Regions from separate parts of the Hordeum vulgare genome. Here regions 1 and 3 are each linked to region 2. The links are chromatin contacts, called in public Hi-C maps. All regions are on one chromosome and are shown on one strand. The core of a region is the stretch at or near the end of the contact, and the rest is flanking DNA. Distances in the headings are between cores, read along the strand shown. Region 1 holds the start of LOC123452579 (peroxisomal (S)-2-hydroxy-acid oxidase GLO1). Region 2 holds the start of LOC123452569. Region 3 holds the start of LOC123452577 (probable glutathione S-transferase GSTU1).

What was found. Hi-C and Micro-C count contacts between places; a contact is called where the count stands out from the background.
Region 1: a contact with region 2 is called in a Hi-C map of seedling, with 3 times the contacts expected there. The contact joins the promoter of LOC123452579 here to the promoter of LOC123452569 in region 2. A contact is called at or near these places in 2 of 6 Hi-C or Micro-C datasets (leaf and seedling).
Region 3: a Hi-C map of seedling shows a contact between it and region 2, with 2.9 times the contacts expected there. The contact joins the promoter of LOC123452577 here to the promoter of LOC123452569 in region 2. A contact is called at or near these places in 1 of 6 Hi-C or Micro-C datasets (seedling) and 1 of 1 datasets of contacts at active chromatin or transcription factors (embryo).

The regions. Positions count from the first base shown.
Region 1 is chr5H:541,777,047-541,779,927 of MorexV3_pseudomolecules_assembly, forward strand. It overlaps LOC123452579 (peroxisomal (S)-2-hydroxy-acid oxidase GLO1), which reads left to right and starts at 1,341. Exons shown (of 9, transcript XM_045129255.1): 1 at 1,341-1,449; 2 at 2,023-2,201. The coding sequence starts at 2,059. LOC123452580 (peroxisomal membrane protein 13-like) reads left to right here. Exons shown (of 5, transcript XM_045129256.1): 5 at 1-323. The coding sequence ends at 53.
Region 2 is chr5H:541,416,315-541,419,260 of MorexV3_pseudomolecules_assembly, forward strand. LOC123452569 reads right to left here and starts at 1,420. Exons shown (of 8, transcript XM_045129242.1): 1 at 1,267-1,420; 2 at 1-227. The coding sequence starts at 1,361. It overlaps LOC123452571 (putative ALA-interacting subunit 2), which reads left to right and starts at 1,634. Exons shown (of 9, transcript XM_045129244.1): 1 at 1,634-1,831; 2 at 2,259-2,320; 3 at 2,412-2,486; 4 at 2,577-2,693; 5 at 2,910-2,946. The coding sequence starts at 1,762.
Region 3 is chr5H:541,721,376-541,724,100 of MorexV3_pseudomolecules_assembly, forward strand. LOC123452577 (probable glutathione S-transferase GSTU1) reads right to left here and starts at 1,313. Exons shown (of 1, transcript XM_045129254.1): 1 at 101-1,313. The coding sequence starts at 1,130. The coding sequence ends at 462.

The sequences.
Region 1 (2,881 bases), core at 91-2,590, 360 kb after region 2:
CTAACAAGAACTCCTGGGAGAACGTATGGAGCGGTGATGCTAGGGGAATGTGAGGTGCTATAGGTGTGCGGTTACAGTGACAGGTTTTGTTAGATGAGGACGATGAGTTTGCTTATGGCTACTGGGAGAAAGGAAATCTACTGACTTGTGTTCGGATGCTTTTGGCATTTGAACCAGAGCAAGGAAACCAAGTAATCTCTGATTCTTGTGATTTCTTTTCTTCCCTAGTATATGTGCACTTCTGTTCCGAAGAGTTTGCTGCTGTGAGAAATGTGAGCTTGTAAAGTATGGCTTTCCTGATAATAGAGTAAATATTACCCCAATACATTGTCCGGAGAAGGGGTGCACAATATTACTGGTTTCCATTATATTTTTTCTAATGATAATTTTTTATCTTTTTATTTTAGTACAGGAGTTTGCTGGTGCTCCTCGTGATAGCAGCATGGAATTGTTATAACAGTTGTTTTCGCCAAAAGGCCGAATGATCATGATTAAGCAACAATATCCCTTCCCTTTGGAACAGTTGCTGGGGCTGATAAAATTCTTCAGCTCTTACAGAGGGTAGTGCTGCTACTCGTAAATGTTAGTTGTGTGGTGCCTGAAACTGGTGTGAAGTTGAAATGCGCCCTGAGCTCTGAAGCCGAAGCGTGTTGTTTCTGATCCTCCGTGGGTACCACAAGGGTGCCTCACTGCCGTTTATGCCGAGCATGCTTTGTACCATAGCTCTGGGCTCTTTGTCTTTTGAAAATTGGTTGACATGGGAAACTGCTGTAATAAAGTCTAACTTCTTTATGTCCATGTTAGTAATATCCTGTGTCTCTGACCCATATTTGTGTGGCATCCTCTTGTCAAGATGCAGGTTGCCTAGTTGCAACAGTGTCTCTGACCAAGATGGAGCAGCCAAACCAAACATGCCAAAACACAATCTCAATGAGATATAGCACTATGAACTTTCTGAAAACACAATTACCCTGCTTGTATTGTGTGAATGAAGTTTTTAACCACCGAAGGGCAAGGATCACCCGGGCTCACCGAAGATAACTCAGTCGCCACGACATCTCTTACAATTTTCCGCGACAAAAGCCCGGGAGGAGATAATCCGCTGCTGCGACTGAACACCAAAAGAAAACGAAAAAAAGGGAGAGAAACGGGTATGTTTTATTGTGCTTCTCCGTTGGCTTGGGTGGTGATGATGATGATGTCAAGTGGATGAGGAAGCAGTGTAGGAGGAGGCACCCTTCATCCCAACCTCCAATAGCTCATCCGTAACCTCCCCCACTTCCTTTCCCCCTCAACAATCTCCACGTCTCCCTGCAATCTTTGTCTCCATGCGCAGCTGAAGCCTCCCCCCTATCTGCTATCTCCTGGCTACTATATATCACTTGCACTCCCCACCACTCCCTCCCGTTCGTCTTCCCACCTCGCCTGGCGCCTGCGTCCTCCTCTAAGGTAAAGATGCCAGCCATTCAATCCATGTTCTTCATTCAATTGCTTCATCATGTGCCCCGGTTTCTTCCCGATCCAGCTCCGTCCGTGTTCTTCTCGATCGGGTATTGTTTTTGCAGCTGTCTTTGTTTCCGATTGCTTTGTTGTTTGTTTCTTTGTTCTCAACTTTGCGCTTGCCGATGTTCCAAAGTTCCATTGCTAGCTTCACCATGTTCCTTTATCATTTCTGCCGAAATGAATTGCGCGTTTGTCTGTTTCGCTGTTTTCTCCTACTAGGAAATTCTTCCTCGGTTTTGCTTTCTGCTGAAAGAGCAGTATTTATATCTTTTATGCAGAAACAAAATGGGCATCTGCATGCACTCTGCAAGAAAGGTGTCCTTTTTTGTTTCTCTAGCCGTGGAACGTGCCATCATACTAGTGTTTTTTCTGGAGTAGCTCGATTGGCTTGTTGCTTTAAAGGAAAGGACGTCCACACTTGCATCTTCCAAAGTTTTTTGCATGTAAACGACGGCCGCTTTGGGGGAAGATCTAGCTCTACTGTCTAACACGCTCGTCCTGTTGTGTTCTTGGTTGCAGAGTGGTGAGGGGCTCGGCGCTGCTAGCGAGGCAAACATGGGGGAGACGATCACCAATGTATCGGAGTACCAGGCCATCGCGAAGCAGAAGCTTCCCAAGATGGCCTACGACTACTATGCATCCGGGGCGGAGGATGAGTGGACCCTCAAGGAGAACAGGGAGGCATTCTCCAGGATCCTGTAAGCAATTTATATTTATTCTGTCCATTTTAATTTGGTTTAACAATTGTATGACATACACCTTCCGTTTCAAAATAAGTGTCTTAAACTTAGTACGTACAAAGTTGAGATTTTTATTTTGAGACGGAGAAAGTACTAGGTAGACGTGCATGTGTGGGTCGAACGAGTGTGTGGGTCGAACGAGTTCTCGCACTTTTCAGTTCCAAACCAGATTATCATAAACATTTAGCGCAGTGATGATGTAAATAGTGGTCATCAGATTTAACCTGATCATAAGTATTATACTGGCCTTGCAATTATAAATTGCTCTGGGTTGTTTTATTGGACACTTTTGAGGAACTGTACAGATTTATTAAACTGTACAAACCATTCCATGCTTGCACAAATTATTGTAAATAGTTCAAAATATGTGGAGGGAGAGAGAGAGAGAGAGGGAGGGAGAGAGAGAGAAACACTTACACCAAATGTTGTGCTTTGAGTCCATTTCGTTATCCTTATTTTTTGCGGGGGAGTCCATTTTAGTACCCGAGTCTGTATATTATGCAAGCAACAGTTATAGTGTTGGTACTATTCCTCCAAGCGGCTATCCTTTTCTATTAACTAAAGCAGATTCATCATTTCCTTTTCCGATGAAACTGGACTTGGAAACAACATTTTCGTGAACTAAAAAATACTCCGTT
Region 2 (2,946 bases), core at 170-2,669:
TTGAAGGTTTGAATGTTGCCAGTCGACGAAGTAAGTCTCCACGCTCCCATGGTCTACAAGATGGTGCAGAATCCAAAGCAGTTCCAGCAGCATCAAAGCTATGAGCAGGCCCATAGGCATGTGGTGCAACGTGTGATGAGGAATCAACCCTGGAAGCCTGTCTGTTACCCAGCCAATCTATGCTTACTATATTAATTTGCATAGCAGGTGATGAGGCACCAGCAGAACTGAGAAAGGAAAAAAGGGTTCAGTGCGATCAATTGAAAGTTAGGAGTTTATGACAAGACTCTCAACAAAGTATTGGCCACCTGGCCGAACCCTAATAAATTGCAAAAAGATGATACTGAAATAAGTTTTTTCCTCCAAACAAATCTATAGGGGAAAAACACTTGTAAAGCTTTAAGAATTCTAACAAGCAGAAATAGCAGCACTGCAGACCCAGGTCTGAGAAACTATTTGGCATCGCAAGCTCCAAGAATAGCATAAGGTTTTGTATCATCCAGTTCCAGGCACAGTGCATCATCTTTTCCCACTTTACAGAGGCGACGACCATTAGACAACCAAAATCCTGGGGTTCACAACCAGGGACAGAACAACTGATGCAGAAGGCACGGCAGCTGGTTTGTTATCAAGATGCTCACTTGCTCAGGAATCTGCTGAAACCTCTGTTCAGGATGGTGAGGTGCCTATTTTTGATGATTTCAGATGTGCAATATGGCTAGTTGCGTTTGCTTGTGGTCTCTTCAGCTGGTGGTACTTTTCCTGTATGGTTGTACGATAGTGCTACTAGGTTTTCGGGCTGTAGCTTCTAACCGAGAAATACTGCAATTGGCGCATGCGTCGAACCCGACAGCCCTTCTCCTTACTCCTTTCTAAACTTGTTGGATGCTATTTCATCATCATAACTGATAAAAGAAAAGGTACTAGAAAAATACACAGCAAAACCCCTATATTTTCAAACACTGGGTACGGATTGAGCCACCAAATATCTTCCGCTTAGACCTAAACAAAATCATGTAGGATCTCATACGACTATAGGAGAGTGACAAGGTGATGGCTGCAGATCATACCATCCTTCCTACTACCCAATGGTATAATCGAACATCTACACACACTGTCTGCCTGCTACCCCGCGAACCCCACCTGCGGTCCTACCCTAGGTCTCCGCAGGAATCGTGCCCAAAACAAATCCAGCTCTCGTCTCCATACGGCGAATCTACCACCAGGAGAGAAGGGGTGGGGGGCGAGGAGCGACGGAGACCGTACCTGGCCACCGGGGTGGGCGGCGGCGACGACGACCGGACGACGGCGACCTGCGGCTCGGCCGCCGCCCCCGACGAGCTCCTGACCTCCTCCCGCATCTCCCCTCTCTCGCTCGCTGTGGCGCCTCTCGCTCCTCCCTCTCCTGGGGCGGAATGGGGAAATGAGCTCCTGACCGCGACGCGCAGAGCGAATTAACGGCGGTGCCACCGGTCGTTAGCCCCGTCTCACGCCGTCAACCTCACGGCCCGTTCAACCCAAAGCCCACATCACGTGGGCCGGACATGGCCCCCACCTTTGCGGGCTATCCACCGGGCCTAGCTGAGGCCCGTATTCCTCGTCACACTCTCTCTCCGTGCTGACCTGACCCATGGGCTCTCCCACCTGCAGCATTTCTGCTTCTTCTTCTCCCCCGATCTCTCCTCCGCGACCTGCTCCGATACCCTGCGAGCACGGACTCCTGCAAGCGGAAGGGGCTTCTCAGGCGAGCTCGCAGGCGTGATGGACGAGGCGGGCACCTCGGCGTCCGCAGGCTCCGCACCGCGCGGGGGGCGCCCGGCGAGATCGGGAGGTGAGCCAGGTTTTGACCACGCCGCACGCTTCGATTCGGTCGCTGATGAGCTGTGTAGTGCCTCCATCTGCTCGAGCAGGTTGTTCCGTGTGCTAGGGCTGGTAGCCTCCTGCGATCTCGAGAAATTTATGCGACAAAATGCCTCTTAGCTGCTATGTATGGATTTACTTCTGCGTGCTACGGTGGTCGCTTTACTTTGGTGATCTTAGGTGTGGGCATGCTATGTTAGTGTGCTGCATCCAGAGGCCATTTGCATAGGTTTAATCGAGTGAGATGCAAATGTTGATGCACTATCAGCAAGCTTGTCGCATCAAATTTGTTGAAGTTGATTATTAGACAATGAGACAGTGAATGCCCTTTACGCGCTTACAGATTATAAGTTTCTTCCTTCCTGATGCTATCTAGGTTGATCATGTCGGTTTTGCAGTATTCTATAAATTCACCCAGCAGGATCTTCCAGCTTGGAAACCGGCAATGACACCAGGATACGTAAGCTGGCACTGACACTAAACATAGGTTTTTACATATGGCATTATGTGCTTTCTTAGTAACTTATATGGCATTACTTCCATTGTTGCAGGTGATAGCCATTTTCTTGGTAATTGGGATTATTTTTGTACCGGTCGGACTAATTTGCCTTCAAGCTTCAAACAGAGTAATTGATTTCTTTTCTATCTGATATATGCTGAATTGGCATTTGTTCGGCTGTCATGCTAAATGTGCACTCCCTGCTCTGGGCGTGCAGGTTGCAGAAGTTGTTCACCGCTATGATATTGATTGTCTACCTAATGCTTACAGAAGTAATAAGCAGGCTTATATCAAAGACAGCTCAATTTCGAAGAAGTGTATTCAGAAAGTGAAGGTAGTGTCTTATCGGACCTCATTTCTCCTACTTACTTGTCATCTGACTACAGTCTGGACTATATTTTCTTTGTATAACGGACTGAGTTCAGTATGGGACTTTGAGATTACATCAGACACATATTACAGTTTCTCTTTTCCTATCTTCCTAATATTTCTAGTACTTATATGTTACTTCCTCAGAAAAATGTTGAGACTTGAGAGTGTATGTTTACAGGTTCAATACCATATGAAAGCTCCAATTTATGTGTATT
Region 3 (2,725 bases), core at 63-2,562, 300 kb after region 2:
AGAAGCTGAGGCCGGCCGCTTCAGAGGGGAGAAAGAAGCTTGACTAGAGTTTTGAGTCAGGACGAGGAAGAAAGCGGGAGAGAAAGAAGACGATAGCATGGAAATCCAACGGTGAGGCCAAATCAAATCGACTCACAGCCTTCTTAATTTATTCATCGCACGGAGCGGGTATAGAAATGGAATCGCAGGTGGCAACTCGGTGCTGCCCCCACCGAAGACCAGGGTTGACACATGACACACACATAGAGCAGGAGAGCACAACACGCACCCACACTGCCTGACCCAACCATATACTACCAACCACTCACACGCGAACAATTTATTCCACTAATAAAGAAAGAAATATCCAAACGCACGCACTGCAGGCCACCCAAATCGCTCCATAATTTTTATCTGTAGCTTCCTTCCGGCAGGCCGGCCGGCCGGCCGGCTTGCGCGTGCATGGCGGTCCGCCGGCGCGCCTACTCGATGCCGTACCTCTTCTTAAGCAGGCCGATGAAGTCGTAGACCTTCTCGGGCGAGTAGAGGCTCTTGGCGACGCTCTCCCGCTCGCCGCACCGCTTGGCCCACGCCGCGATCTTGGGCGCCACCTCCGCCAGGCTGAACTCGCCGTACCTCTCGTAGCTGTGGAACCATGCGGTGAAGGGCGCGAAGGCGGCGTCGACGAACCCGAACTTGTCGCCGCCGAAGAAGGGCTTGTCCCCGAGCGCGCCGTCGAGGGTCTTGAGGATCTCCAGCATCTCGGCGCGCGCCTGCGCCTGCGGCTCTCCCTTGACCTTCCAGAGCCGGGTGCCGCAGTCGTAGACCTTCTTGTCGACGTAGTCGGCCCAGAAGCGGGCCTGCGCGCGCGCGTAGGGGTCGGAGGGGAGGAGGGCCGGGGCGTCCGGGAAGGCGTCGTCGAGGTAGTTGAGGATGATGAGTGACTCGTTGACGGGGCGGCCGTCGTGGAGGAGCACTGGGATCTTCTTGTGGACCGGGTTGGAGCGGAGGAGGCGGTCGCTCTTGCCGGCGATGAGATCCTCCTCCACGTACTCGTAGGGCAGGCCCTTCTCGGCCAGCGCGATGCGGACGCGCTGCCCGAACGGGCTCACCCAGAAGTCCAGCAGCACCAGGCCCTTCTCGCCCGCCATTGTTCTTGGCTGGTTTGGATCTCGTTCGATGTGTGCTTGTGTGTTTGTGTTGTGTGCGCTGTGTGGGGGATGAGTGAGGATGAAGACGAGGTGAGGGTGTGAGGATTTATAGGGGTGCGGGATTGTGTGTTTCCGGAGTAGTCTAGTCTAGTACTCCATACAGTAGTGTACTACGTTTTGACTAGAACTTGGGAGAGAAGATCGAACCGAACGGGTGGTGTAGTGTAGGTAGAGGCTGGAGGATTCTGGGCCTTGGTTCGGCCGGTGTGTGTCACCGCTTGCGTCACGTACGGTGGGCGAGCGCGCAGGGGTTCCGAGCACGCGGGCATGGGCCGGCACGGCACGTCTGTGAGCGGGACGAGTGGCTGGCACAGGAGACCACACGGAGGGCTCCGGCACGGCTGGCGCAGTAGATCGGTATGGTTGATTCGTGGAAAGATGTGATATGTGATGAGTGATGACGACATCAAAAGGAGCTGCTAGCCTAGTACGCCTTGTTGAAGTTATGTAAATACAATGTAGTGTGTAAATTTCACATGTCGAGAAAAGATAACACGGACATAATAGATTAATAATGAATAAAGTCTGAAATAAATCTTGAATTCATATCCCTCGTTAAAATTAAACCTTACCTTTATATCTCTGAAATTTGTACCCTATATTTTTGAATCCCGACCAATGCTAACCCTAACCACGTTTGGCACACCGGCAAATACCGTTCTCGATCAGGATCATAGTATACTTTCATTGGCACCTCGACCCCACCTGTCATTTTCATTTCCCTCTATCTAGTTTTACGCTGACTTAAAGAGAAAAGAAAAATCTTTCTAATAGTGTTTGCTGGGACCCACCTAGTAATAAAAATAAATAAACGGTTAAATAAAAGGAATCTCATTATGCGTGCTTTCTTCATGCTCCAGATCCCTCTCTGATTTACATCAAAACAAAAAATCTCATCCATCAAATCCATGACACACAGGGCGGATCCGTACGCTGCTTTATACTCTTGTGATCATACATCCTTTTTCCCCTTCAGTTAGGCCTTGTAATTCCAATTTTTAAGCTTAAATTCTGAAGGCCTCAAAGGGAGAGACACACTACACACACACAAAACATGGCGCCATTTTGGCTTCGGCTGGCAGAGGATAGAACCCGCTCCTGTCGCCTCCTTGTCCCGCGAGCGCCCTCACCCGTCTGTCCAGGGGGCATCAACATGGCGTATTGCATTGACGTGGCTACATACACGTCTGTATTTTGTAGTCTTGTCGACTTCGTCACCAGCGGCTTCGTTGTTGTGGTGGCCTAGCGTCTCTTCCCGGCTTCCGGGCACTCGTCACTCGAGGCCGACGCCTCGTCGGCTGCGGCGGAGCATGTCGGCGAGCTCTACGACCAGTTCCACGAGGTCATCATGGAGGCATTTGAAAGTTGCGTCCGCGTGCACCATATGGACCTCGCTATTATACAAGGCATGCAGTGACATCTACCATGAGATTGCACACTATGGATCCTCCTTTCTCGCCTCGATTTCATGGCAGATGGCGACGAAGACAGCGGGAGCAGTGGGGGATGGAGAGGGGCATAGATGGGATTCATCC